2 separate regions of the Oryctolagus cuniculus genome follow, and region 1 is linked to region 2. Evidence: chromatin contacts called from public Micro-C data. All regions are on one chromosome and are shown on one strand. Each heading gives the region's core, a stretch centred on a gene start, on an enhancer-like site or on the middle of the called end of the contact. The rest is flanking DNA. Distances are from core to core; before and after follow the strand shown. Region 1 overlaps RAC1 (Rac family small GTPase 1). Region 2 holds the start of DAGLB (diacylglycerol lipase beta).

What was found. A called contact is a pair of places that touch in the nucleus more often than the background predicts.
Region 1: a Micro-C map of ear pinna shows a contact between it and region 2, with 2.0 times the contacts expected there. The contact joins the enhancer-like site here to the promoter of DAGLB in region 2. A contact is called at or near these places in 2 of 6 Hi-C or Micro-C datasets (ear pinna and skin fibroblasts).

Annotation. Positions count from the first base shown.
Region 1 is chr19:40,048,159-40,054,864 of mOryCun1.1, reverse strand. It overlaps RAC1 (Rac family small GTPase 1), which reads left to right. Exons shown (of 6, transcript XM_051839076.2): 4 at 3,364-3,426; 5 at 3,749-3,908; 6 at 4,086-5,580. The coding sequence ends at 4,216. Among named protein-coding and RNA genes, the nearest start is that of RAC1, 27 kb to the left of the region's middle. Within about 2 kb of position 3,879, at least 2 of the 8 cell types and tissues checked have an H3K27ac peak or open chromatin away from gene starts, as enhancers often do. A contact at or near this core is called in ear pinna, where this site is marked.
Region 2 is chr19:40,011,066-40,017,934 of mOryCun1.1, reverse strand. It overlaps DAGLB (diacylglycerol lipase beta), which reads right to left and starts at 4,093. Exons shown (of 14, transcript XM_051839071.2): 1 at 3,801-4,093. The coding sequence starts at 4,092.

The sequences.
Region 1 (6,706 bases), core at 2,630-5,129, 37 kb before region 2:
GCATTTTCCAAATGCCTGCAGCAGCCGGGGCTGGGTTAGGTGGAGAACCACGTGGGTGCCAGTGACCCAGCCACTGGAGCCGGCACCTGCTGCTCCTGGGTGCGCGGGTGCAGGTGCTCTGGTCTTGTTGGTGTGTTGTGTCCTGGCCTCATTTCTGCTTCATCGGACTCGAGCATGCCACGTGCCTGCTTTACTCCGCGGGCGCCGCTGTGGCTGTGGCTGTGGGTGCGGGCCGGTTCTGGCCGCCAGGGCTGCATCTTGTGGCTGAGCTCCACGCTGATGCATGCCCAGCCTCCTTGGGTTCTGCCTTTGCTCTCTCTATAAAACTAGCCCTTTCCCCAGTGCCTGCAGCCCCTGTAATTTAAAAGAAAGAAATCCAAGCCTAACAGTGAGAGGCAGGCAGGCGGCATGTGGAAGAAGATCCATGAAAGAGAAAGTGAGGGTGCTGTGGGGGTGAGCCCGGCTGTCGGGACGCGTGGCGAGCGTGCCGCTGGGTTCCTGGGTGGTGACGGGGACACAGGAGTCGGGACGTCAGCAGAGCTGCCACGTCCCTGAAAGGCGCAGCGGGCGGCAAAGCAGAAAGTGGCGTGGTCAGGGAGGGTGGGCCTGTGGCTGTGCGTGACCCGCGGTGCTGAGTGAGGACAGGGAAGGCAGAGGCTCTCGGCCAGGGTCAGCCAGCCCACCTCCCCGTCCCGAGGCGGCAGGACCGCAGAGGTCGGCAAGAGCTGACGCCAGAGGCTGGGTCTTGGGGCACGGACGCTGTGTTCGGGTGGGGGAAGGAGGACAGACAGCAGCAGGCAGGTGGCACGAGGAGCCGCCCGGCTTCTGGTGTGCGTGTGTCTTCAGAGTCGAGTGTGACCGAGGATTCTCACTTGGATTTTTTTGAAAGGCGAAGAGACCGAGATCAGCCACCTGCTGCACTCTGCGCCGCCCTGGCTGGGGGGGTGTAGGAGCCGTGCGTGACTGATCACTAACAAGCCTGCGTCAGCTAAGATTTGGCACCAGAACAAGAGTGGTCACAGGTTAAACCTGAGGAATTACAGAAACTAACATGCTTGTCAAATTATAAATCAGAGAAACGTGAGATGAATTTCAAATAACAAATCCCCGTTTTCTTAAAAGGATTCCAGGGCGCTGTGTTGGAAGAGCAAGGCTGTTCATATGTATTGAAACTAAAAATGAGTTGACAGTGTGGTCAGTCCTGGCAGTGTTGTCACTCTCCGAGGGACAGCCCCGTGCAGATCTGCCACGAGGCGGGGGGGAGGGGTCTTAGCGTCCCCAGATGCAAACCGCACCCCCAAGGCTGGAAGTGGACAGGAGCCAAGTGTGCACAAGGACCTCATGGTGACGTGGCACTGAGATGTCCGCTCAGCCGGGCTGTGTTCTGGGAGAGCCTTTGCTGGTGGGCGGCCGCACAGCCAGGCCTCTCTGCTGTGCCCCCCACGGGGCTGTGTCTGCACCTGGGAGCGCTCTGGCTCGGTGGCGTGGTTACATCCTGCAGTGTGCCGCCCACAGCTCCAAGGAGCGCCAGTGTCTGCCAGCGTCAGCCTTCGCCATTCTCGGGGTGTCATGGCGTGATTGGTAGCATTTGGCATCAGAGGTGTTACATTATGGTACATTTGGGATCCTTCAGGTGGGTAGAGACAAAACTCTGATAAAGGGTAAATAACAGGTTCTGTTAATTTTTATTTTCCCCAGTTTGTACAAAACTCAAACAAAATTCTCGTGCATTACTAGGTTGGAGAAACGTATGGTAAGGACATTACGTCCAGGGGCAGAGACAAGCCGATTGCCGTATGTAACCCTTTCAGTCGACTTGAGTCTCAGCTTTCCCTGTTCTGTTTCACTCAGTTTCCCTCGGATCTCCTGCCGAGCCTCGCGTTCCTTGCGTGTTTTCTATTCGATTCACTCAAGGTTGGGCTTGTGCTTGACGAATGAGCTCCGTTAGCACGCGCTGGCGCCCACCAGTGGGAACCCCAGCAGTTCCCCGGCTGCTCTCTGCCCTCCTCCGAGGCAGGAGGAAGCAGGGTGCGCGTCAGGGCCTCTGTCGGCGCTGGCCTGGAGAAGCCGCCGGCTCACAGGCTGCGCGCTAACCGGAGCAGGACTAACCGCTGCCAGGGCCTCCTCTCTGCACTGTGGTGTCCAGGCGGCTGGGCAGGGCTGCTGAGCTAACCCAACCGTGCTTGCCGTGGGTGCCGGGTGCTGTGGTGACTGCTGGACGAGCTTGTGCATGCGCCGGCGTTCAGAACGCCCTGTATCAGAGGCTGCTGTGTGGGATGTGTTTGTTCCCGTGCAGGCACGAGCGCGCCCCTGGGGAATTTCAGGTGCTAGCCTGGGACTTGTGTCCACTTCACAGAGCAGCAGAGTTGCCTTTTCCAGGAAGATGCTTTCTTACACCTGGCAGTGTAGGAACTCTGCATTTTTTAGACAGGCACAAACTTGAGCTTGCACACAGTGCAGGCTGGGAGGGAGAGCGGCACTTAGCATCTAGTCAGGCGCTGTCTGCAAGCCTGGGTCCCGCCCCTGTCCTGGGAGCCCTGCCTTTGCTGCAGCTGCCTGGTTGCAGCCCGGGGCCCACTGGGCCTGTGCGAGTGGCCTTACCCGCCACATCCCCAGGGCCCCAGCCTCCTGGACAGGGCTCGGGTGGCAAGCACCGAGCCGCCACTTAGTGCCAGGGAGTGAGGGACAAGAGGTCCCTGAGCAGGAGCTCAGCTGGAGCCCAGTGAGCATCTGAAGTGACTGGATCTAGCATGCAAATGGGGAGCTAACTGGAAGCTATACTGTGTTCAGATACTTCTATTGAGAAAAATTTCTAAATTGTGTCTTTGTGAAATTGAAAGGCTGCTTGGTATGGGGGCACAGACATCTCCCCTCTGCTGGGTCACTTCCCCAAATGCCCACAGTGGCTGGCGGAGCCAGGAACCCAAGCACTTGGGCTGTTGTCATTCGCTGCCGCCCGGGTGTGAGTTAGCAGGAAGCGGCACACACAGGAGCGGAGCCCGGCTGGATGAGGCACCTGCTCTGGGTGTGGGCAGCCCAGCCAGCAGCGCAGCCCCTGGGCTCCGTGCCCAGCCCAGGCAGCCGCGCTTCACGGGCGCGCGGGTAGTTCCAGCATGTTGATTTTTGCTGTTTCTGACAGATACCGTCAAAGGGGTTCCCTTGGCCTCAGGTGCTCCCTGTGCGCCCCTCCTCACAGTACTGGCTCTGGTCTGGAAGCCGCCTGCCAGCTGCAGGGCCGCGGCAGGGCGAGCTCCCGACATGGGTGCTGGTCCCAGACGCGCGCCCGTGTCTGAGGCTCGATCCCACAAAGCGCGTTCAGCACTTTCAGACCTGGTTTCTGAATGTCTGTTTCCTTTTACATAGGACGTCTTCTTGATTTGCTTTTCCCTTGTGAGTCCTGCGTCGTTTGAAAATGTCCGAGCGAAGGTACGTGGGGGCTTTGCCGTTCACCGAGGGCAGCAGAGCCGAGGCTCGGTGTGGGCCGCTCGGCCCCGAGCAGGAGGTGGGTTTCTGGGATGACCCTGGAACTTAGTCTGCTCGACCAGAAACGACCGTTCCTTGAGCCGGGGGCCTTTCTGTGGGGTCAATTCGCTGGGGTGGGGGCTGTCATTGCTTGCTAATCTGACACCTGTGGGTGTCCCTTGTGGTTCTTGAAGGCCTACGTGAAGACTGGGGCAGGGCGCCTCAGGTGGGGGCTGGGCAGTGACCCCTGTTGGGTGTAACCTGTGTGTCCTTTCTTCCGGTCTAGTGGTACCCTGAAGTGCGACACCATTGTCCCAACACGCCCATCATCCTCGTGGGAACGAAACTGGATCTTCGGGATGATAAAGACACGATTGAGAAACTGAAGGAGAAGAAGCTGACACCCATCACCTACCCGCAGGGCTTGGCCATGGCCAAGGAGATCGGTAGGAAATCGTCTTGGCCGTCTGCCCCGCAGCGATTCTGAGGAGTCCGCTCCGGGAACGCAGAGGGCGCTGGTCCTCTCGGGGTGCGGCGCACTCGGCGGGAAGCCGCGTCAGGCCGTGCCAGGCCGTGCCGGCTGTGCCTCCGCCAGTGTTGCCATGTGGCTGTCTCTCCCGCAGGTGCTGTGAAATACCTGGAGTGCTCGGCCCTCACGCAGCGAGGCCTCAAGACAGTGTTCGACGAGGCGATCCGAGCGGTCCTCTGCCCGCCCCCCGTCAAGAAGAGGAAGAGGAAGTGCCTGCTGCTGTGAGCGCCGCGCCCCCCGGCCCTGGCCCTCGACCTTTGTACGCTTTGCTCGGAAACGGTGGAGCCTTCGCACTCAATGCCAAGTTTTTGTTACAGATTAATTTTTCCATAAAACCGTTTTGAACCAATCAGTAATTTTAAGGTTTTTGTTTTAAATGTTAAGAGTTCAGACTCACCTTCTATTAAAATTTAGCCCTAAAATGACAAGCCTTCTTAAAGCCTTATTTTTCAAAAGCCCCTGTTCTTGCTCAGAGTAAGAGTTGCCAAAATACCTTCTCACACTAAGTTGCATTGTTGTGCTGAGAACACTAAGCACTAAGCGGTTGAAAGACCAGTGTAGCTCCCGGAGTTAGCGGTGCGGCTGCGTGCGCGGCCGTGTTCGGATGACACAAAGCAGGACAGCCCCCCGCTGACAAGTGGCCACTTCCCAGCAGCCGTTTGTCAGCCCGTTCCCTGCCTGACACCGCACCGCACGTCCCAGCTCAACTCCGGAGCGCTTTGATTTCCTAGTGAGTTTTCCGGAAACAGCCGGCCAGCTTCCGCCGAGATGCTGACAGAACTCACGGAGCCTCTGCTTAGTTGTGTGCGCGCTGGGGGGGGGGTGGAGGCAGTGTCACAGGATGCAGACAGGATTTTGACGGGATACGGAGGCGTGCACGGAGTGCCTGAGCTCGGGGTCACAGGCCAGCACGTGAGGGCGAGTCCTGTCCCCAGGAGCTGCGGAAAGAGGTCTGTTATCTGTCCCTCCAGCCTTCCTCCCACACCTGCCATCCTCCCAGGTCGGGCGTCCGTTCATCTCTGAACTGGCCATTCCCGTAGTTGCCGACTTAGGAAGTGCTTTTCTTCTAGAGCCCTACTTCATGAGCAATATGCCTCCTTGTATGATAACGTCTTTCTGATGATGCGCTGGGAGCTTTCTCGTAGATTAGTGCAAGTGCATTCCTGTTTTCACGTTACTTTATCCGAAGCTGAGTCAGCGCTCTTAGTTCTCCAGTTACTAGGTGTAAAGATCATGTGTTGCAGCTTTGCAGTTTTTAAGAGATTTTAGATTCCCGTAAACCACGACCCTTCTAACATCCCCGACACTAACACTGACCCCCACCGCGCCCCCACGGACACGCGCTTCCTGTCGTGGCTTCGCCCTAACAAGGTTCTCTCGGGTCTCTGAGGTTCTGTAAACTGTGCTAGTGCTGACGACGTTCTGTACAGCCTCACTCACTGGCGAGAACACAGTGTTGGAACTTTCAACCACTAGAACAACATTTTCTAAATCGACAGTTGCAGAGTTGTGGAGTGTTTTTACATTGATCTTTTGCTAATGCAATTAGCAGTATGTTTTGCATGTATGAATTAATAAATCCTTGAATCGTACGACTGGTCATACTTGAATTTTTGCGCACTTGCCGGGCAGGTACTCGGGGTGTGTGTAATGTGCTTCGCTCGAAGTGTGGGCTGTGCGAGACACTCACTTCACACAGCAACAGGGAGTGCTGCCCGGGGCGGGAGGTGCAGGTCTGGACCTGCTCCGTGTCTGCAGGACGCTCCCAGGAGGGCCCGTGTGGGGCGTGCTCACGGGCACACGCGGCCGCCTCGAGTCCAGCGCTCAGCAGACGGTGCCCATGCCCGGAGCCTCGGCTGTGCCCAGGAACCTGTTCTCTGTGAAGACTGCAGAGACATCATTAGACGAGGAAGTCTCAGGTCTGCTGGGCCCCTCTCGGGGCAGTGCCGCGAGTTCAAGGAGCTCAGTGTGGACACGGCTCCACAGCTGTTACAGCCCTCTCCCGCGTGCCGAGGTGACGGCTTCGGTGGCTCAGCCGTCAGTGTCCTCACTTCTCAGCCCAGCTTCTGGCCCCGCCGTAAGCAGTGCTTTAGTTGCTTATTCCACCAAGTCATTTTTTTTAAAAAGGTGATTTACATGAGTCAGAGAGGAAGAGACAGATCTTCCCTTGTCTGTTTCCCAAGTAGACACAATGGCCGGAGCCGGGAGCTCCTCCAGCTCTCCCACACGGGTGCAGGGGTGCAGGGGCCCAGGTGCTCGAGCCATCTGCTGCTGCTTCCCCAGGTGCATTAGCAGGGCCCACATGGGGTGCTGGCGTGCCAGGTGGCAGCTTTACCCGCTACGCCACAGTGCCGGCCCCTGTGTTCTGGGCAACTTGGACTCCTCAGGTCACGGGGCCTTCACTCCGCGCTCATCTCATTTCCTGCTGCTTGTCCTGATGAGTGGCACCAAGAGCTCCCTGGGAAGGCCACTTGGGAAGGCTGCTGCTTGAGATTCACCTGAAAGGCAGTTTGAGGAAGAGACAGATCTGCCATCTGCTGCTTCGCTTCCCAAGTGTCAGCTACAGCCAGGGCGGGGCCAGGCCAAAGCCAGGAGCTGCCTCTGGGTCTCCCACGCGGTGCAGGGGCCGAGCACTTGGGCCCTCTGCTGCTGCTTTCCTGGGACTGGAAGTGGAGCAGCTGGCTGCCCACATGGATGTGTGTGCTGCAGGCACTG
Region 2 (6,869 bases), core at 2,844-5,343:
TTCATTAACAAAAAGATAAATAACCTAGTTCAAAACTTGGGCAGAAGATCTAAATGCGCACTTCCCTCCCAGTGACACACAAATGGCCTAGAGGCAAATCAAGCGCTGCTCAGCCTCACCAGTCAGCAGGACGTGCAGACGGAAACTGTGAGACGCCACAGCAGTGGGCAGGACGGCTCACCGCAGTCAGACAGCAAGTCCTGGCCAGGACGCCGGGACACTGGAACCCTGGCACTCACCCGCGGGAACATAAAGCAGCGCAGGCCCTGAAGAAGCCTGGCACTTCCTCAAAGGGTTACGCAGTGTCAACACGTGACCCAGCACTTCCACACCCAGGTACACGCCCAAGACAATGCAAGCCTGCATCCGCACAGAAACCCGCATGCAAATATTCCCAGCAGCATTACTTGTAACAGCATTATTGTAACAATTATTTGTAACAAACAGTGGCAGCAACCCAAATGTTCACCACCGGACCAACGGGTAAGTGCAACTAGCAAATCCATCTGATGGATTATTGTATTATTCATCGTCTGAAGGGATAAAGTACTGATGCACACTACAATGGGATGAATCTTGAAAACACTATGCTGAGTTTAAGAAGTCAGGCCAGGGGCCGGCGCTGTGGAGTAGCAGGTTAAGTTGCTGGTGGCAGTGCTGGCATCCCATATGGGCACTGGTTTAATTCCTAGAGGCTCCTCTTCCAATACGGGTCCCTACTAATGTACCCAGGAAGGTAGCAGAGGATGGACCAAGTGCTTGGGCCCCTGCACCCACATGAGACACCCAGAAGAAGCATCTGCCTTTGCAGTCATTTGGGGAGTGAGCCAGTGGATGGAGGAACTCTGTCTCTCACTCTCTCTTTGTAACTCTGCCTTTCAAATAAATTAAAAATTTTTTAAAAGGTTTTACTTGTTTATTTATTTATTTGAGAGGCAGAGTTACAGGCAGAGAGAGGGAGAGACAGAAAGGTCTTCTATCCGCTCGTTCACTCCCTAAATGGCCACAACAGCCGAAGCTGGGCTGGTCTGAAGCCAGGAGCTTCTTCCAGGTCTCCCACGCAGCTGTAGGGGCCCAAGCGCTTGGGCAATCTTCTACTGCTTTCCCAGGCCATAGCAGAGAGCAGCCAGGACTAGAACTGGTGCCCATGTGAGACGCCAGCGCCGTAGGCAGAGGCTTAGCCCACTACAACATAGCGCCAACCCCAAAAAATACATCTTAAAAAAAAAAAAAGGGCAAAAGGCCACATAATGGTTAACTCTACAAATCCGATGTCCAGGAAGGCCGAGAGACAGTAACCAGGTGAGCAGGGCCAGCACTTGAGTCGGGGGAGTGAAGAGTCAGTGCTCACAGGTACAGGGCTTCTGGGGATGATGGACACGTCCTGAGATGATGGGATGGCTGCACAACTCTGAATCTGCTTTAAAAACCACCGAATCACAGGGCAGGCTCCTGGGCCAGCAGTTAAGCAGCTGGGTAAGACGCCACACCTCATACTGGAGGGCCTGGGTTTAGTATCAGCTCGAGTTTCCTGCCCACGCAGACCCCGGCAGGCAGCAAGTGGCTGGGTTCTTGCCACCCACACGGAAGATGCGGACTGAATTCCTGGCTCCAGAATTCAGTCCCAGCTACAAGTCAGTGGGGGCCCATGGGGAGTGAACCAGCGGAGGAGAACTCTCAAAAAATAAACTTTAAAAATAAACATCGAATTATACACTCTCAAAATGGGTCGATCCTATTAGAATGCACACTGCATCTCAAAGCTGCTGAACAGAAGAGAAGGGTGCCGTGTGGCCCAGGCGGCGCCTCACCCCTCATGCTGACGCACACGATGGCCAGCACGGTGCAGATGATGACCGCCAGGAGCACGATGAGCACGATCAGGTAACTGCTGAGAAGGACGCCCCCGGCACAGTCCAGCTTCCCTCTGTGCATGACGTACAGCATCAGAATGCCGATCCACCTGCGGGGAGACAGGCAGGGCCCGTGAGCCACGGAAGCCGGCCAGCTGCTTGCCACAACACGATACAGACACGCAAGGCCGTCACACCTTCGAAACCAGGTGAGGTGCATTTGGATATATCACGTTCATCAGTCAAAGTCAACTCAAGGCATGACTTTTTTTTTTTTTTTTTTACTAAGTTTTATACTTCTGCTACTTCTGTCATCGTTCTGCTCCCACACCTGCTACAACTCACAAGCGGCCTGAAAGCCGTGAGGAATCAAACATAAGCTGAGCTTCTGGAAACCAGCTGCACCGTGGGGACAGCTGATGCCAGTTAAGACCTCGAGGCCCACATCACAGAACCCGGGTTCAATCCCAGCTCCTCCCATTAACACAGGCCCTGGGAGAAAGCAAGGGATGGCTCACGAAAGTGGGTTCCCGCCACTCGGGCGCGAGACGGAGTGCTTCACCCTCAGCCCAGCTCTGGCCATTTTAGGCACTCGGGGTATGAATCAGCAGGTGAGGGCCCGGTCCATCCCAAATTAAAAGGTGGGGGGAGACAGGCCCACCATGACTCAGATATACAGAACAGGTGAACAACACAGATACTTCAAAAGGTTCGTGGACAAATGAAATTAAAAGATGTTTATTTTGGTGCAAAAACAGTGAAATCCAGGCATACTTTTTTCCAGAATACACCTTTTTCTGTGACCTTTTTAAAGAACACCCACCCCATGCAGGGAGTTCAACATTTTCTGCACCAAAATAACCCCCCCCCCCCAGTGAAGTCTGAAGTCCTCCAACGTACTTGCTAAATTCTTAGCCAGAGACTTTCACTGGCTGGATTAACAAGAAACTGACACCCACTCCTTGTGGTCTGCAGCTGTGTAATTCAAACCCCAGAGCACCCGGAGCAGGTTTCTCAAGATGCCCCACGGGGCACTGGTTAAGCTCTCCAGGGCACCGCGGCTGCAGAGCTGCCTCATGCAGGGCAGGCGACAGGGATCAAACCCAGGGCCCCAGTTCGAGCCCAGGCTGCTCCTCTTCCAATCCAGCTCTCTGCTGTGGCCTGGGAAAGCAGTGGAAGATGGCCAAGTCCTTGGGTCCCTGCACCCACGTGCAGACCCAGAAGAAGCTCCTGGCTCCTGGCTTTGGATCGGCTCAGCTCCGGCCGTTGCGGCCAATTGGGGAGTGAACCAGCGGATGGAAGACCTCTCTCTCTGCCTCTCCTTCTCTGTGTAACTCAAATAAATAAATTTTTTTTTTTTAAAGAAAAAAGCGAAAGGGCTCAAGCCCACAGCCCTGCAGAAGCGGAAGTGGATCAGATAACTCTCCGGTGGGGTACAACCCCGGGCCCCTGGACCCAGAAGCAAGAATGGGGAAGTGACCTCAGAAATTCACAGCCCTGGCAACCGCGCAACTCCCGGGACGCAGCTCCCAGCACTTCTGGTTTTTTTTATAAATTTTTTAAAAATTTTTATTTATTTTTTCTCCTCTCCGGGAACACAGCTTCTGCCCCCGGTGCCGCTCACTAAGTGCGACCACCAGCGGCCCCAGAAGGGCTCCGTCAACGTCCGGCCGGCACACAGGGCCCCCTCCCCGCGAGAAGCGGCTGCCCCCCGCTCGAGGCCACCGTCCACGGCTTGCGGCCGGCGCTGACCGCCTCGCGGCTCCCACGGCCCCCAGGCTCGGCGCCCCGCAGCCCGGACCCCCAGCCCCGGGCACCACCGACCCCCTCCGATTCGCCACCCGTGACGCGGGCACGGCCGGCGCCGGCCCCTCCGTGACCGCTCGCGACTTCCATCCCCGTCTCGCCCCTCACGCGTCCGGCCGCCCGCAGAGCCGCCGCGCTCACCACAGCACTCGCAGCAACAGCTCCAAGAACCCTGGGAACACCAGGTCGTCGCTGGCGATGGCCCAGCGCCGACCGAAGAGCACCATCCCGGGCATGGCTCGGGTCCGAACGCCCGGCCTCGGGCCGGCCCCTCGCGCCGCTCCCCAGACCCGGCTGCCCCGGAGCCCTCTGGACTCGGCCGGCAAATTGACCCGCGACCCCGCGCAGGCGCAGGCGCAGGCGCACGCGAGGGCGGGGCTCGGCGCATGCTCTTTGCGGAGGCCGAGACCGACGCATGCGCACTGAGCCGCATGCCGTTGCTACCGCTGGCAGCGGCGCTGTCTGCGCTTGCGCATAGCCGCTGGGTCAGATGCCTCAGGCTGGTTTTATCGCAGGTGTGCGGCTGTGATAAAAAAAAAAAAAAGTCCCAGTGATACTTCCAGTTCATAGATAAGGACTCACCAGGCCATTATTGACGGGTCTGGGTCTCACGCCCGGGTTCCCGCGCCTCCAAGCCTGTGCCCTGCGTTCGCTCCTGGAACTCAGTGTCTGGTGGGGCAGGGTCACCCCACGTCTGGGCACCTGCACTGCCCCCGGCCCCGGTCCGAGCCGCCTCACTCCCTGCCTGCAGCTCACTCGCGCGCTCTCTTCATTCGGACCTCAGCTCCGGGGTCCCTGCCTCCAGGGGCCTTCCGGGACCCCCCAGTTCCTCCAAGCCTGTTACCTCCCACCCCCGGAGCCCAGGCGCCCTGTGCATCCTCTTGCCTTGCTGTGCACGTCACAGCTCGGGTTCTAGGCACCTCTAGAACACCGGACTTTGGGAAACAAACGTGGAGAGCTAGGTGGAGAGACTTGGGGGGCTGGGCGTTGGAGGGCAGTTGCCCAGGGTGAGAAGAGGGAAGGCAGAGGGCAGCCCCACGGGACGGGTTTAAGGGTGCCAGGTCTGCGGGTGAACGCGTGTGCAGCCAAGGGCTTGATGAGGATTCTGGAGATGAGACACCACCCCGCGCCGGTGCCCCCACACCCAAGTCCCAAAGTCAGCACCTCCTGAGGCAAGCGCCCCACCCCCCCCAGCTGTCTATCCTCGTTTTGGGCTTCATCCTGATCCTCTGGTGCGTTCTCCAATGTCCATCACTAAACAGCATTAGCTGGGCTTCTGCAGGGTTTGCAAAGCCCGGGCTGGCTGCTGGAGAGTCAGATGGTGGTCAGACTCTCACGCACTCCGGCTGGGGAGGAGACTCGGCCTGGTGCCTGAAACATGGGTACAGTTTGGAAAATCCGACGTTGGGCAAGGTACTTGATCTAGGCTAAGCCTGGTTCCTCACCTGTACAGTGGGAACTGAATTAAGAGATGGAACAGGATAGGCAGCCTGGGCGCAGAGAGCTCACGCAGCTCCCAACCAGTGACTACTAGCTGCACCTGGTACACGGCCAACAGCTTCAGCTGGTAAGGAGACAGGAGCCCAGCAAAAGCAAGACCACTAGTTGTGTCAGTTACCTGTGACATAGAGCTGAACTGTACTGGCTGATGAGAGCTTTCTCAGAAATTCTGTAGCTTTTTTTTTTTTTTAAGGTTTATTTATTTGAAAGGAAGAGTTGGCCGGCACCACGGCTCACTAGACTAATCCTCCACCTGCGGCGCCGGCACCCCAGGTTCCAATCCCGGTCGGGGTGCCGGATTCTGTCCCGGTTGCCCCTCTTCCAGTCCAGCTCTCTGCTGTGGCCCGAGAGTGCAGTGGAGGATGGCCCAAGTCCTTGGGCCCTGCACCCGCATGGGAGACCAGGAGGAAGCACCTGGCTCCTGGCTTCGGATCAGCGCAGTGTGCTGGCTGCAGTGCACCGGCCACAGCAGCCATTGGGGAGTGAACCAACAGAAAAAGTAAGACCTTTCTCTCTCTCACTGTCCACTCTACCTGTCAAAAAAAAAGGCAGAGTTACAGAGAGGTAGAGAGTGAGAGGTCTTCCACCCACTTGTTCACTCCCCAGACGGCCACAATGACCGGAGCTGGGCTGATCCGAAGCCAGGAGCTTCTTCTGAGTCTCTCATGCAGGTACAAGGGCCCAAGGACTTGGGCCATCTTCCACTGCTTTCCCAGGCCACAGCAGAGAGCTGGATTGGAAGTGGAGCAGCCAGGACTCGAACCGGCACCCATATGGAATGCCGGCACTGCAGGTGCCACAGCACGGGCCCCAGTCCTGATTGTAAAAATAGCCACAATTTAAAGGCATATGGGAGTGGGCATTTGGTCCAGTGGTAAAGCACTGAGCACCTGCCACCCAGCTTCCTGATAATGCACACCCTGGCTGGCATCAGGTGACGGCTCAACTGCTTGGGTCTCTGCTACCCATGAGAGAGACCTAGATTGAATTCTAGGCTCCCAGCTTTGGCCTGGCCCAGCCTGGATGCTGTGGGTATCTGGGGAGTGAGCCAGTACATAGATCTGTCTCTCAAATAAAGTGAAAACTGTGACACTAACAACATGCAATGTGCAGACCTTGTGTGGATGTGACTCAGATGGACAAACCATAAAAAGATCTTTTTCTGACACAACCAGGAAAACTTGAACAGGGCTAAATGTTAGCTTGTATCTAACAATTACTAATTTTGTTGGTGCATCATCAGTTAAAAATACATATTGTAGCCTTTATGGGTGAAAAATTTAGGATGTTCTCAAAAAGTGGAGGTCATCTCACTGTAGTACTTTTTTTTTTTTTTTTAAGATTTATTTATTTATTTGAAAGTCAGAGTTACACAGAGAGAGGAGAGGCAGAGGTCGGTGCCGTGACTCAATAGGCTAATCCTCCACCTGCAGTGCCGGCACACCGGGTTCTACTCCCGGTTGCCCCTCACAGCTCTCTGCTGTGGCCCAGGAGGGCAGTGGAAGATGGCCCAAGTGCTTGGGCCCTGCACCCGCATGGGAGACCAGGAGAAGCACCTGGCTCCTGGCTTCGGATCAGTGCTGTGCGCCAGCCGTAGCGGCCATTGGAGGCTGAACCAACGGCAAAAGGAAGACCTTTCTCTCTGTCTCTCTCTCTCACTGTCTACTCTGCCTGTCAAAAAGAGAGAGAGAGAGAGAGAGAGGAGAGAGA